Linked DNA regions of Mus musculus: all the other regions are linked to region 2. A link is a contact called in public promoter capture Hi-C data. All regions are on one chromosome and are shown on one strand. Each heading gives the region's core, a stretch centred on a gene start, on an enhancer-like site or on the middle of the called end of the contact. The rest is flanking DNA. Distances are from core to core; before and after follow the strand shown. Region 1 holds the start of Ppp5c (protein phosphatase 5, catalytic subunit). Region 2 holds the start of Zfp787 (zinc finger protein 787). Region 3 holds the start of Rps19 (ribosomal protein S19). Region 4 holds the start of Sympk (symplekin).

Region 1 (3,467 bases), core at 520-3,019, about 11 Mb after region 2:
TCTGTTACAGCTGGGTCTGTTTCTCTTTTGGGCCATAGCTGAAAAAGCATCCCTAGGACCCCCACCTACTCCCTCTTGCCATCTGCCCCCAATTCTCCATTCCCTTTCAGAACCGAGACACTTGTGCCTGTTGGTCTCCAATTCCTCACTTGCCTTCACCAGCCAGGGTCTTCTGGGCTGGCAGCCTCTTTATCATCTACAACTGCTGTTAACGTCACCGCGTTCCTCTGGGAGCAAAAGCTCTGATGGACAGTGCCTGGGGCTAGGTGATCAGGCACGTGGCTTTCTTTCCGGAAGAACCTTGTTTTCTTAGCCTGTGGCACCTTTCCTGGTTTCTCTTCCACCTCAGTCACTTCTCCTCAGTAGCCCCTTTTCCGCTGTAAACATGAAAACTCCATCCTAGGTTCTCTCTAGATCCCACTCTCTGGTGACTTCATCCATTCCCAGGGCACCTCCAACCATAGGCTGGTTACACTCAAAATTTTCTCCAGTCCAGACTGGTCCCATCTACCCACTCAATGTCCCTTTTCGGACAGCGAAGGAAACCCAAAACTCATCTTTGTGACGAATTCAGATTTTGCATGCTCTGTCCCCTTATCTTAATCTTCTCTTGTATCAGTCTTCCCCTCGTACCCCCAGTTTCCTCAAACTCCAGCCAAGCCAGTCTGTTTTCAATCACTCTCCACCCCAGGGTCTTCACACAAACTCAGTGGTCAGGACCCACGTGTAAAACTCCTTGTCAATTCGCCTCAAAAAGCCTCTTTCTCCAGGCACTCCCGACCTCACCATCGAAAGCAGACTCTAAGCTGTATTTCCTGTGTTGTCACCTTGACCCAAAGTGATCATCACAAGTTTGCAATGATTGGTTCTGCTTAAATCCGAGTCATGTGTTGCATTCATCGCTGCAGCCTCAGAGCCAAGCACAGGCCGTGTAGCACATGACACTTATTTAATACAAGTGTACTGAAAGAATGAATGAACGGAGACATGTCCTCCCACATGGCACTCTTAGCCCAAGATCACCCTATTCGTTCCTGCTCCACCTCTCCACCCTACTCGTTTCCTTGGATCACCCCAAATCGCCTTCCAATATAATTATCTACCTCCATCCCCATAATTCCCTTCTCTATTGGGCCTTCTCTTCTCGGTCATACTCATCTCAGGCCTCCCCACTCGGCAGCGCCATCACTGCCCTAAACACATGTCACTATTTGGTAGCGCCCTCTTCAGGTCTGACCACCATTTAGCACCTCTGTCCAGGTCTCACATTTGGTAGCACTCACATGTCGGCCCCCTGCTTTTCCCCTATCGTGTAGCAGCGCCTGCCTCAGTCTCCCCAGTGAGTGGCTTCTGCTTGGTATCCACTTCTCAGCAGCTCTCCCCAGTCTGTCGTCCAGCCTGAGCCTCCTCCTCGCGCCTGGCTACTCTGTAGTGCTTGCCCGGCGCCCAGGCTGCCGCTCCGCGTTGCCATGGTTCCCCGCCGGGCCTGGCACCCCCACAGCCTGGGCCGCTGTCCACCCTCCCTCACCCCGTCCGGGCCGGGCGCACCTTTGAAGTAGTCGTTGGCCTGTGTCTTGAGCTCCTCTGCCCGCTTCAGAGTGCCATCGGCCGGGGGTTCGTCCCGGGGGGTCTCAGCACACTCAGTCCGCTCGCCCTCCGCCATCGCCATGCCGCAAAGCGACCCCCACCCTGGCAACGGCCGCTCGCGGCACCAGGCCGAACCGTCGCGAAGGAGTGCCGAGTGACCGCCGCCGCTGCCGCACAAGTGTCGTAAAGCGCGGGCCCCAAAGGCACTCCTGACGCGCCTGCGCGGCGTCCCCCCCAACTTCCCCCCCCCCCCGCCCCCGCCCCCAGAGCGCCGGGAGGACAAGGTGACCAGAGGGTATCCAGACCGTACTTGTACTTGTAGAAGTAGCCAATCAGAAAGGAGAGAAGGGGCCTTGTGGATGGGGGCAGGCCGGGAGGGCGCCTACTCCCAAAGTTGCGAGGCTGCAAAAGTTTCTTGGAGATCCCGGCTTCCTTTAGGGTTGGTGATTGGGTTGCGTTGCCTCCGGCGGGTGGGGCTGCTTTCAAACCAGCACCCTGCCCAACCCGGAGTTTGCTCTGGAGCTGGGTGCTGCCAATTACTCGTGTGACCTTGAACAAGTTTATCTCTTGTCTCCTCAGTAACCCTTTTGGAAAATGGGTAGTTTCTCAAGCAAACAAAATAAAACTTGAACGTTGCAAATCAAGGCTCTTTTTGAATTATTAACAAGGCATCCCGATCTTCAAGTCTTGACAAGTCTCAATTGTACCATGTTTGTTCCGAGCCCAACAGCATCCTTATTAATTTATTTTATTTTTTTATTTTGAGATAGGATTTAATTATGCAACCCTGGCTAGCCTGGAACTTGCTATATAAACCAGGCTGGCCTTGAATTCAAAGACCCAGCTGCCTGTACCTCCCAAGTGTTGGGATTAAAGCTTTGCATCATCATGTCAAGTCCTAGAAAAAACCTTTTAAAGGGTCATGGATGTAGCTCAGTTGGTAGAGTACTTGTCTAGAGTGCTCCAGGCTTGAGTTCCAATTCCAGCACTATATAAATCAGGCTGAAAGGTGCACCTCAGTAATTTGAAGGCTTGATAGGTGGAGGCAACAGTATCAGAATTTCAGGTTCAAGGCCAGCCTGGGATACCTGAGACGCTGTTCCGAATACAAACAACCACACCAAAGGGATTTTTTTTTTTCTTCCGAGACAGGGTTTCTCTGTGTAGCCCTGGCTGTCCTGGAACTCACTCTGTAGACCAGGCTGGCCTTGAACTCAGAAATTCGCCTAACTCTGCCTCCCAAGTGCTGGGATTAAAGGCGTGTGCCACAACACCCCAGCCCCAAAGGGATCTTTTAAATGACACTGTTGCTGCTTGCATTTCCTGTGCCTGGATCAGAGCTTCAGCCTCCTCTGATGCTTGCGTTCATCCTCCCTCCTCCAGTTTACCTTCCATATGGCAGTCAGAGGCATCTTGCTGGAATACTGTAAAACTGGCACCCGCCGCAGCCTTCCATGGCTCCCCAGCTCCCTCGTGAGACAACCCAAACTCTTTCTGAGAAGCCACGGGTAGTCTAGCCTCCAGTAACATCTTCAGACCCCACTGTGTATCTTCCTATTCTAGTCTTTAAGTCCTCAATCTAGACACTAACACTATATATAAGTGCTTTAAGGCTGTGTATCAGCCTCACCTCCCCCGCTCCACCCCTGACTACAACTAACAATCACTCTGGAAAATCGATGTTGGTACACATGTCCATTTGACGTGTGTCCACAGGCATCAACGTATTCCTGAAGAGTCTGACTGAGAGTGAATCTGAATCTAATTTCTAGGCACAGTCCCTATTTGACTATACCTGCCAGTGCCAGTGGGATCATGTAGGAAGTGAATTTTCTTTTGATTTTTTTTTTTTTGAGGCAGTATCTGCTCTAACAAATTTG
Region 2 (3,873 bases), core at 283-2,782:
CTTTAACACCTCTATTGTGTCCTCGTGAGGAATGGCATGAAATTTCTTATCTATGGCTGCAGAACTTAGGAGCTGAAGCGAGGAATTGAGCTTCAGAGCTCGTGGGCAATATTCCCAGTAGCTGCAAATCATTCTTGAATTTCACCATGGGCCAAGCCTGAGGATATACCCTTCTCTGCTCAGATGGAGAACACATGAGATAAACCAAGTCAGAATCTAATGTGAAAGTTCTCTGGGCCATGGCAGCACAGCACTCAGTGACTCCAGAGAAGCAGGAGGGGAAAGTTACCTGCACTTGACCCAAGAGGCTTAAAGCTTTCCCCAGAGCAGAGGCCAGATCTCAGCTAGATTCTCAACAACGCCAAACATGGAGCCTGAATCAGAAATTAAGGGGTTGGGGGAACCCATCAGGTCTGCGTTTTTAATAACGACCTGGGCAATAACGCCTAAGGTCGTCCTGGGTCAGGTCTCAGCTCCTGCTTTCCAACCCCAGTTCATGTTCATTTTCCTATCCTGGTGTTAAGACAGGTGTCAGTTCACTCCCCACTCACTTCTTCGTCTGTGGATCACTTTTCCGACTGACCTTTTGTAAGTGCTGGGGCACACATTCCCGGGGCTTGGGGGTCACCCTATGACCTAACTCTTGTACAGATTGGAGGTGGAGGCGGGAGGTCTGCTAAGGGGCGGGGCTCCGCGCTGGACCCAGCCCTGTGTCCGCCCAGGGGAGGAAGGCAACAGTCCAGGCGGCCCAGGACGACCCACACGGTGCTGACCTTGGCCTGGCGCTTCCCCTCCCAGGACGTGTTTCCTGCCGCCGGTCAGCACGCGCGGGGGAAATAGATGAATGAGCCTCCCGCCACCTGCATCCCGTAATTACTCGCTGGATCAAAGGCCAGCGCATGGCCCCCGAGGCAGCAACGGGCCAGGCGACTCGATTTGAGGAAGGAGAGGACTTGGGAGAACTTGGGCCGAGACTGACCATGGGCCGCCGTTTCCGGTCAGCCCAATCCAGGCGGCGGGGTCTCTCCCCACATCAAGCCTCGCCCCCGCAACAAGTCCCTGGCACTTCCGGCCATGACCGGCTGCAAGTCCAGTCCGGGTGGCCCGGACCCCACCGGTTGGATAACCCAGGTGCCTGCCGGCCCAGCACTGCCGCCGGAGTAGCGCACGCGCATTGTCCCAGGCCGCGGCGCCAATCTCTCCCGCGCGCGCGCGCGAACTCCCCGGCCGCGCGCCCGCTCACGCCCACCCCCCCCACACACACCCCTAACACGACACGCACGCGCACTAGTCCGCTCTGCCGCGCTCGCCCTCCCGCCTCCCCACCCACCCCCGTCCGAAGCCCAGCTTCCCGACGCGCTCTCATCCCAGCCACTCGGCGCACGCCCCCCTGAGCCCGCGGCCGCCCTCACCTCCGCGGCCCCGGGGCCGTCACGCCGCACTCTTCCTCTCGCCTGCCTCGCGGATGGTGGCAGCGGCGGCAGCGGCGACTCAGACCCTGGGGTCAGGGGGACGGGCGCCCAGGCCGGAAGTGACCTTCCCGGCCGCTTCCGCTCGCGCCTCTCCCTCTCCTCCCCCTCCCAGGCCGCCACCGCTACCTCGCCACTCTAGGCAGAGGAGCTCCAGGACCCCTGACCGCTACCCCCTCCGGCTCTATGGTACGGAAAGGCGCCTCGGGACGCTACTTCCGGAATTATCTAGGACCCAGGTCCTCCGTTTTGCTCTATGGCGCCTCGCTCCGAGGGGCTCGGGCCCCGCCCCCTCCCCGGACAGAAGGCTGGGCTCGACCCGTTAGGCGCACACTTCCGGGTGTCGGGGCGGCCCCCAACCCAGCCTCGTCGCTCGCGCCTGCGCGGTGAGCTGCCCGCGGCGACGCTCCCACTACTCCAGTCCTCCTGTCGTCTCTATCATCGTAACCCCTTCCGCCCCGGGGCGCTTCCAGGCCAACGCCGGTCTCAAGAAAAAATTCGGTTCACGAGATCTGGAGTTTTTCCCCAAAATGTTTCCGCTCGAGCCTCCGGTGCGGGTTGCATTTTGGGACGACCTCATCTTGAAATCGGCCTGTTTTGCAGAGAACCAGAGGTCACATTACCTTACTAAGTGACATAGCAAGAATGACCTCGAACCTTCAGAGTAGGGCTCCAAATTAAGTGTTTATGACTTATTACTCTCCTAGAAGAAAGGTCCATCACAGTTTGGAGGATGCTGATGATGAAGAAAAGGAATGAAAGGACCCTCTACAGATATCTGCTTCCAAGGCACAATTTGAAACTTGAAAGTCAATGTCAGCTTCTCTGAGACAAATGGTATCATCATCACGTAACTACCTTTACAAAAGCAGGCGTCAGGTGCTGCTGACACTTGGACTAAGTAAGGGATGGACTTTTTAAACAAACTCCTCCTGCACCAGAGAAAATCCTGGGCAGCCTAAAGAAGCAAAGCCCACAGGCAAAACGATACATGACACCTGAGGACAAGCTAAGAAAATGGAAAGCATAGCCATCTCCTTAGCAAGGTGCTCCAGAAGTCTTTGCTCAGCAGACTGTTAAGGATGTGTAGAGAGTTAGAAAATTCAAGAGGAGGCCTATGCTGAGCCCTGTAATGGAAAATGTCCAAACTGCCTGTAATTCATGTTCAAGCGCTGGACTTCCGTGGTTAGATTAAAGATAAACCAGCCAGGACCTTTCAACGGGTGATAAAGATCACAGGCTGCTTGTAACTGATCAAAAGGCTAAAGGCGAACCCACAGCAGGGGTATTAAAATGGCCCCAAAGGTAAAGAGTAAACGGAGGACAGTAAAAAAAAAAAAAAAAAAAAAAATTAACTATCCCTTCCTGGCTCAAAGCTAACAAAACTAAAAGGCAAACTGGCAGCATCAGACACAGCCACGGTAGTTACTGTTCCATCCCGAGTCCTGGGCCACACAGAGGAATTCTTAGAATGCTAAACCAAGTAATCTGAAGATACATATTTTCTCCATGGTGAGCCTCAAAGGCTCAGGGGTACACACTCACCTAGTACCCACGAAACCCTAACGGGAACAGCTTTGTGCCACTTTCAGTGACAACTACAAGGAACCAAGGCTCTGGGCACCCCAGGCTTTCTCTTGTCTCTCCAAACTTTATCTTTTTTTGTTTTTGTTTTTGTTTAAACTCTAGTAAATGTGCAATTCTGTTTTGCCCCTCCTATCTCCTTATCTCCTTTCCCACTATGACTCCACCGTGATGCTCAGGGTGTACTCCTTCTCTAACTCCAGCCAGCTATCCTCAAGTCACTTTTTGTATCTGATTTGTGTGGGATTATTTTTTTTTCCATTTCTGGGGTTTGCAGGCACTGTGTGTGTGTGTGTGTGTGTGTGTGTGTGTCCATGCATGTGCATGTAAGGTCAGAGAACAGCTATCAGGAGTTGGTTGGTCCTCTTCTATCATGTGAGTCTTGGGAGTCTAACTCCGGTTGTCAAGCTTGGCAGCAAGTACACTCTACTACCTGAGCCATTTTCCTGGCCATAGCTATTGAATCTTGTAACTCTCTGAGTTCTATGATCCATATGAATTTTATGAGCTTGCTGACTCTTCCCGATTTCAATCTAAAGCAAAGTTAAAGACTATTACCCACGCAGCCAATTCCTAGGCTATTTCTGTAATAAGTTACTTCTCCTCTTTGCTGCAGCAGAATGCCTGACCAGAGCCAATTAAGGGGAAAGGATTTACTTGAACGCACAGTTTGAAGATCCCGTCCATCATGGCATTGCAACCACAGTCAGGAAACAGACGGGTGAATGCTGGCACTCAGCTCTCCAGAAACCCCAGCCCATGGAGCAGTGCCACCCATAGGTAATGTGGGTCTTTCTATCTCAGTTACCCTAATCTAAAT
Region 3 (3,940 bases), core at 203-2,702, about 19 Mb after region 2:
ACCCTCCAGTGTAGGTGTTTGGAACTGAAGTCAGATTTTCTGAAATTGCTGAGCCATCTGTCTCTCCGGCCCCTCAAACTGGCTTAACTTTTCACTTATGTATTGATAATTCATTTCTTTTTAATATTTTTTTCTAATTTTAAGTCTTAGTATGTGTATAAAGAGGGTGCGATATGTGAACATACACCCTTCTCTGAGACGCACCTGTGGCAGTCAGAGGACAAAACTCTGTAGTTAGTTCTTATACCGTGATGGGTTCAAAGAATCGTATCAGGTCAATCAGGCTCGTATGGGAGAACTTCTACCTAGTGAGCGAACCATCACAATGCCCCTCGTTTCTTTTTTTTTTTTGGGGGGGGGGGGGTCGAGACAGGGTTTCTCTGTGTAGCCCTGACTGTCCTGGAACTCACTCTGTAGACCAGGCTGGCCTCGAACTCAGAAATCCGCCTGCCTCTGCCTCCTGAGTGCTGGGATTAAAGGCGTGCGCCACCACGCCCGGCCCCTCCTCTCTTTTCTATCTTAAATAATATTTGTCTGGATGCAACACAACCTCAAATATTTTATGCGCTGCGCTGCGGGGTGGGAGTGGGAGGTACTGAGAGCCTGGCGTAGTGACACACTCCCGTAGCATTAAGCTGGGGGATCATGAGTTCAAAGCCAGCCTTAGATAAAAAGTCCCAGGCCAGTCTTGGCTAAATAAATTAATGATAATCCTGTCTCAAAACAACAAACGATAGGCAGGTAGGTGGGTGGGTAGGTACAGATATAATAAAGTTGCACAGGTCAGCTTGGATGACTCAGAAGAGGCAAACGAGGAGACTAACGGTCTGAACAACCAGACTCCGGCACTAGATGGCGGAGCTGAACCTCCACCAAGGGCCCGCCTCTACCCCTTTGTCCCCGCCCTAATCTCCTCCCCGCTCCCAACGCCTTCTTTCCTCTCCGCGAGCGTCAATGGAGCTGAAGCAACTTCCGCCCAAAGAAGGGTGGGGCTTCCGTGTATCTCTTGGTCTCGCGAATGCTAATGCTAGCACAAAAGGTGGTGGTGGCCACATGTCATAGTGCCTTTTCCCTGGATTGCCTGTCACGGTTCCGCCCGTAACTATTCCCATTTCCGGCCAGGAAGCAGGGTCTTGCGCTGAATCCCGCCTTCCTTTCGTGCGCGCTCAACTTCGCCCGCACTTCCGCCCTCAAAAGTTTCCGCCTCCTTGTTCCCGCCAGACACACAAGGCTCAAATGAAGGCCGACTCCCCCAGCTCGCTCCGGTCACGCCCAAGGAAACGGAAAGAGGAACCAGATCCCTTATCCTCCTCCCGAGTCCCTTCTCTTGGCTTCTCCACCCCTTCCTCTTACAGACCCGCCCATTTTGGGTGGAGATGAAGCCATATTCGCCCTCAGAAAGGCGGAGCCCTCTGGTTTAGCCGCTCTCGCGAGCACTCCGAAATCTCGCGAGACTCGACGCCCGACTTGTGCGCCCGGGAAACCCCGTCGTTCCCTTTCCCCTGGCTGGCAGCGCGGAGGCCGCACGGTGAGTGAGGGCTCTGGGTCGCGGCTGTGCGCGGGGCCACGGGGCCGGGCTTTCTGGCCCCAAGAGCTCGTGCCGGGACCGCGGGAAGCCCGGCGCGGGGTCGCTCCGCCCTCTGGAGCCGCGGCCACGTGCGAGCGGCAGGCCCGGACATGCCTGATCGCCGCAATCCGGGAGCCCGGAGGGTTAGGTGGGCAGCGGAGGGGTGAGTGGGACGCCCGGAACGTGGGCTTGAGGGAGCGGGGTGTGGAGGGCTCTCCCACGCGGTCACCACGCCGCGGTGCTGCGATCCGCGTGGCGTGTGCACCCGGCAACTCTGTTGGACCTGCAGGAGCCGAGTTGCAGGGACATGAGGCTGGGTGGATGCTGAGGCTTTGGGGTGGACTGGCGACGAGCAGGGTTGGTGTTGACCTGGACCCACGTCAGGGGTTTGCACCAAGCCTGACCTCGGCATGCTTGTCCCTTCCTCAGATGCCCGGAGTTACTGTAAAAGACGTTAACCAGCAGGAGTTCGTCAGAGCTCTGGCAGCCTTCCTCAAAAAGTAAGTGTTTGTTGGAACTGAGGCCTGACCCCTGTGCGCTGTGACCCCAATGTGTCATTAATCCCTCTGGCCACTTGCTGGGGGTCTTTTCTGAATTGGGCCTACGGTGACCATGCTTCCTTTTTAACCTGTTCGTTCTTGCTTTTTTTTTCCCCCAACCTTGTTAACTTGCTAAAGGTTAGTAGATCTGAAGTCATCTTTGGAAATTTTTGAAGTGTGCTTTTTCTCAATTCTCTTGGTTCTAGGTCCGGGAAGCTGAAAGTCCCCGAATGGGTGGACACAGTCAAGCTGGCCAAACATAAAGAGCTTGCCCCATATGATGAGAACTGGTTCTACACACGAGCTGGTAAGAACTGAGGCTTTGGCTGGGAGTGGGAACCTGGGCGACCCCAGGCAGGGACCCTGTCTTCCCCTCCCATCTACACCAGGAGACAGACCTCATTATTGAATAGCTGTAGCTTTAAACTAGAAAGGAAATCTGAGGGCAAATGAGTGTCCATATTTTGCTTACTTGAGAGTCTTAACAGCTTTCTGTGTCCACGGTTATAGCATTTAGATTTGAACAACTGTCAACTCCTGTTTGGTTGAGTGGTCGGGAGTGCCACTCCTGTTATAAAGGAAACTTACAGATCTGGTGCCCAAAGAAAACTTTGGGGTGCCCCTCTGGTCTCTCTGGATCCTGCCTGGGTGCTTTGTGCATCCTGTTGTCTCTAGTCTTTAGGGGAGCAGGATTCTTTCTGCTGGGTAGTGCCAGGGTTGCAGTTCATGGCCAGGCCTTTGCTAGGGGGGGGCCCTGCCTGAGAATTCCCCTGGTCGTGGGAAGTAAGTTCCTCTTCGCTTAAGACCGTGAAGCAGTTTATAAGTTAATATTAAATGTCCACGGGATCCACTTTGTTTCAGGCTTTGGCATGGGCACAGGGACCACCATGACTCAACACAGCCTCTGAAAACCAAAAGGTCAATTCCACAGTGTGGGAAAAGGTCGGTGCTTCCACCTGCCAGCACGTTTTTAAGGAGGGTGATGTAGGGAAGGGTGGTGAGGCCTAGCTGAGGTGTGCACCTCACACCCCCTCTTGGAAGCAAGCGTGCAGTGGTGTTGACAGTGCTTCAGGTGGTAGGTTAGGGCGGCTGTGGAGTTGCGAGAGGAAGACTGTTGGGTTTCTCTGGGTAGAGTGGTGTACTTGCTGTGGACAGGGTTGGTTGTCTAGTTTCCACAGCTGCTGTGGGGGGAGGCTGCCATATCCAGGGCCCGCCAGACACTGAGCTGTGTCCCAAGCAGGATGGGGTTAGCAAGAAATGGAATCGAGCCAGGTGCCTTTTGCCTTTGATTCCAGCACTTCTGGAGCAGAAGCAGTTTGGGGCCAGACCTGCTGGTGTGAGCTTGTATTCCCAGAATTTGAGAGACCAAGGCAATGCTGAGGGGGCTGGGCTGAGCTACAGGAAGACCCCAGCATTCTGGGGTCTAATGGGTTCCTGTCTGGTTTGATCAAAAAGCTCAGGCTCTTACCAAATTGTAGCCGTTTGTCATAACACTGAAAAGGGGGGTACAGAGGTGGCATTACTTTCTTCGAAGATAGGCTAGTTCTGTTCAAAGTTAGTTTTCAGACTATGTTTGTAGTTTTGTCTGGATAATGAGCTGGCTTGTTCTGTCACTTGCTTTTGGGGCTGGAGTGCAGTGGGGAAACAGGCTCATGTTTTAGGTCCTGAGAAAAGGCTCCATGGGCCTCCTGTGTTAGGACCAGGGGGCTTGTTGGGAGAGTGACATTTGTAGGGGACCACTTCCGTTGGAGAACCAAAGGGAGGGTGAGTTAGGGCTGGGAGAATAGATTTTTCCACAGAAGTTTAACATGAAGGCATTGGGGAGGGAAACATA
Region 4 (3,542 bases), core at 411-2,910, about 13 Mb after region 2:
GATGGCTGACTCCTGCCACACAGATGTGGATCCTCTTGTCTTTTGATCTTCCAAGGCTGACGTCATCTGAGGACTAGTCTACCTAAGCCACCTGTTACATTAGATTCCTCAGAAGGACCCCCGACCACCCTATTTGTGCCCCTACCTTAGCTCCTCAGCTGATCTTTATCCCGGAACCTCAATTCTGACCCCCGACTGCCCGAAGTCCCCCAACCCCCGTCTTCAACCCTGAATTCCGGCACAAACTTTTCCTTACTGCGGACTACCAATGCCTCTTAGTCTCTGTATTTCTCCTCTCTACTACAGAACTCATTTCTCGAGGTCCTCCAGCTCTATCGCTCTACCCTAGAGCTCCGGTTCCCACCTCCAATTTGTTCATTCGACTCAGGGGCTCGACACCTTTCAAGTATAACTTCGAGGTTTCATTGCTAACATTTTCTTCCGTTGGAAGCAAGCCTTCGCATGGATCTGCAGTCTAAATCGTTCTCCCAAACCTTGTCCCCCGACTCCCACACCTAGAATCTGTGTCCTCAGGTCTGTTGCTCCCACCTGGGCCCACACCACAGCGCCTGCTTGCATTTAAGCCCCACACCTGCCCCCCATTTCCCGCTCCGCCATCCCCGAGGACACACCTCGCCCGCCTCCGGGTAGTAGCTCCACTCGGCCAGGTCATGAGCCTCCATCTTCACTGAGCCCAGCATCCCCGGGGCCTGCGCCCCCACACACCCAGGCTGAGGCCCCCCTGGGGGAACCGAGTGCTTCGGTCTCTCTACAGGCACTAGCCCCGAGTTCCGACCTGAGGCACACAGCCCGGGAGTCCCGCTGGCCCAGGCGCCTTGGGAGGCAGCCACTTTTTATAGCCGGGACACCCCCTCCCGGGCCCGCCCCGGGCTCCCCGCCCGCCTCCCCGAGCGCGGCGCCCTCGGATTGGGGCGCCCCCTGCGGGATCTCAAGAAGAGAGACCTCAGGCACTGGGAGCCTCGGTCCTGGCACCTGGAAGCTTGCGATGGATGAAGAGTCGGGGACTACAAGGCGTGGGGTAGAGAGCCACACCCTGCTGATCCCAAAAGCCCTAGAGCAACAGAGCGGGAGCCGGGGAATCTTTCTGCCTCTAAGTGTTTCATCATCTCCAGCTAAAGGAGGGAAACTCTAGAACCCCGCATGTCTTCCACGAAAGAAAGGAGGTTGACAGAGCTCAGGACTCCACAAGTCCCTATACAACACCGTTTAAGTAGCCCGCAGAGATTCCTGAAACCACATTCCCATTGGACAGACAGGAAGACTGAGGCTTTTGACGTCTGCGAATGTTGCAGGCTCCGTACAGAGTCAGGGTCGGCGGTGGAAAGGCTCAGGGCTTCTGCTCAGACCCCATTAAGGCACCAGATCTCCTCTAAGACCCAGAAACTCCACTCACAGCACTCTCCACTCAACGTTAGCCAGCCGTCTAGGGAGAGGGACTCCGGACCGCTGGGAACTCCATTTCCCAGAAGCCTTCGTTCCCATTTCCGTCCGGCGCCTGCGCAGCGCGGACTACATTTCCCAGAAGGCATGGCGCTCGAAGGCCGGAAATGGCGGCCGCTCCGGTGGACGCCCGGGGAGGGCGGGCGGCTGCCGACGCGGCACGCCTTAGGGGCGGGGACCGGCCGCGGTGCCGGACTCCATTTCCCGGCGGCCCTACTAGTGCAGCGCCTGCGCCGTGTCACGGCGGCGGGCGGAAGATGGCGGCGGCGGCAGCGTCTGCGGAGAGGCGCTGCTGAGGGGGCGCGAGGGGGACAGAGGCCGGAGTCGCGGTGAGCGGGTGGCGGCGTGAGGTCCTGGGGTGGGGGGAGGGGGGGCGCTGACAAGGCCGGGGCGCGAGCGATGGGGAGGGCCTCGGCGAGGGCCGGGAGCAGCGGGGTCGCGGGCCCCCGCTTCTTCCCACACTGCTCGGGACCCATCCTTGCCTTCTTTGGCTTCCCGGTCCCCCGGGGCCAAAGTTCCACCGTGGCCGCGCAGACCTCCTGGGCCACCAGCCTGGCCCTGGCTCGTCCCCCGCTCCGCACACTGCTGCACCGGGCCCTTCACTTCCCCAGACTGGCCGTGTGCGAAGCTTCCCACCTCCGGGCCTTTGCACAGGCTGTTCCTCCCCAGTGTCCCCCGCCCTGGAAACGTGCTGTTATCCTTCGGCCTAACTCCCTTTCATCTTCGGGGTTGGGGGGCTCGGCACCCCACGTCACTGCCCCTGCAAAACCTCCGTTTGCCTCCCTCCTTCCTCAAATCCGCCTGCTGAAGGCTCTCCTAGGTCCCCTTGCCTTGCCTTCTCGTCACGTGTGGTCGAACTTGTTATTAGGATTTTATTTGTGTGCTGCGTGAGGAGGTCCCTGACCCTGGGCTCTGTGTAAGAGAGGACAGAGTGTGTCCTGGTGCCTGCCTCCCAGCACAGCTCGCGCCCAACATACACTGGTGTTGCTTAGGCGATGCTCGTTGAATGAATACAGAAAATACAAAAAACAAACAAACAAACAAACAAACAAAAACACTTGGAGATCCACTCTTTAGGATAACGGGAAAGTCATCGTACTTCCTGGTGGGAGGGGCGGTTCAATGCTGAGCACACAACCAGAGAGGGGAAAACAGTGTTAATGTTTCTGATAGCCAGACTGCAAACATCCCGGCTGTCCTTCAGTGGGAAGTCTAGCAGAAATCACTATATTTACGTAATAAAATGATTTGCAACCGTGGAAAGAAAGGAAGGTGGAAAATAGACTGAGCTCAGTATTTACTAAGAGAAAAAAAAGTGAAATAGAAAATAGTTTCTATAAAGTTGACCATCAGCTTGTCTTGGAAGTTCACATGCGTGGATTCAGCCAATCTTAAGATTGAAATAGTCAGGAAAATGGTTTACACTGACTTTAAAATTTTACATCCTCCCTCAACAATACAATGTAACAACGTTGTTTACATTGTATGTTGAATTAGGTCATCTGGAGGTGATTTAAGCCAGACTTGATGACACAGACCTAGTTAAGAGACTGGGGCAGGGGGATTACAAAGTTACTTGGCACACAAGTGCTCTTACTATACAAGCCCTGAGTTCCCCAGCTAGCACAGCCTAAGAGATGATAACAGTATGCTAGAAGGTCTGTGTAGCACTTGAACACACTGGGAATGGAGCATGGGGCTTTGTGCATAGTAAAAACCTGAATACCAAGTGAGCTATGTGCCCAGCCCAACAGTGCCTCATCCATCACCTCCTCCTCCTCCACCGCCACTACCTCCAGGTTTCTCTTTGTAGCCTTGGTTGTCCTGGAACTCACTTGGCAGACCAAGCTGGTCTTGAATTTGTAGAGCTACGTCTGCCTCTGCCTCCCAAGTAACTGGTATTAAAGGTGTGTACCAGCACCTGGCTTTCTTTCTCCCCCACCCCTTTTCTCTTTCTCTCTCTCTCTCTCTCTCTCTCTCTCTCTCTTTCTTTCTTTCTTTCTTCCAGCGACTCCAGATGGGTTTCAAACTGAGAGCGTCTTACCTCTGCCCAGAGTGCTGGGATTAAAGGGGTATGTCAC

What was found. Promoter capture Hi-C pulls out the DNA fragments that hold promoters and counts their contacts.
Region 1: a contact with region 2 is called in a promoter capture Hi-C map of second pharyngeal arch cranial neural crest. The contact joins the promoter of Ppp5c here to the promoter of Zfp787 in region 2. A contact is called at or near these places in 2 of 39 promoter capture datasets (cranial neural crest and second pharyngeal arch cranial neural crest) and 1 of 484 Hi-C or Micro-C datasets (B cells).
Region 3: a contact with region 2 is called in a promoter capture Hi-C map of cranial neural crest. The contact joins the promoter of Rps19 here to the promoter of Zfp787 in region 2.
Region 4: a contact with region 2 is called in a promoter capture Hi-C map of pre-B cells. The contact joins the promoter of Sympk here to the promoter of Zfp787 in region 2. A contact is called at or near these places in 3 of 39 promoter capture datasets (cranial neural crest, liver and pre-B cells).

What each region holds. Positions count from the first base shown.
Region 1 is chr7:17,026,145-17,029,611 of GRCm38.p6, forward strand. It overlaps Ppp5c (protein phosphatase 5, catalytic subunit), which reads right to left and starts at 1,770. Exons shown (of 13, transcript NM_011155.2): 1 at 1,549-1,770. The coding sequence starts at 1,669.
Region 2 is chr7:6,154,433-6,158,305 of GRCm38.p6, forward strand. Zfp787 (zinc finger protein 787) reads right to left here and starts at 1,533. Exons shown (of 3, transcript NM_001013012.2): 1 at 1,413-1,533. Gm36371 (a long non-coding RNA gene) reads left to right here and starts at 2,787. Exons shown (of 2, transcript XR_391130.2): 1 at 2,787-3,833.
Region 3 is chr7:24,883,140-24,887,079 of GRCm38.p6, forward strand. It overlaps Rps19 (ribosomal protein S19), which reads left to right and starts at 1,453. Exons shown (of 6, transcript NM_001360119.1): 1 at 1,453-1,528; 2 at 1,997-2,067; 3 at 2,313-2,413. The coding sequence starts at 1,997.
Region 4 is chr7:19,022,717-19,026,258 of GRCm38.p6, forward strand. Sympk (symplekin) reads left to right here and starts at 1,661. Exons shown (of 27, transcript NM_026605.2): 1 at 1,661-1,790. Foxa3 (forkhead box A3) reads right to left here and starts at 823. Exons shown (of 2, transcript NM_008260.2): 1 at 633-823. The coding sequence starts at 701.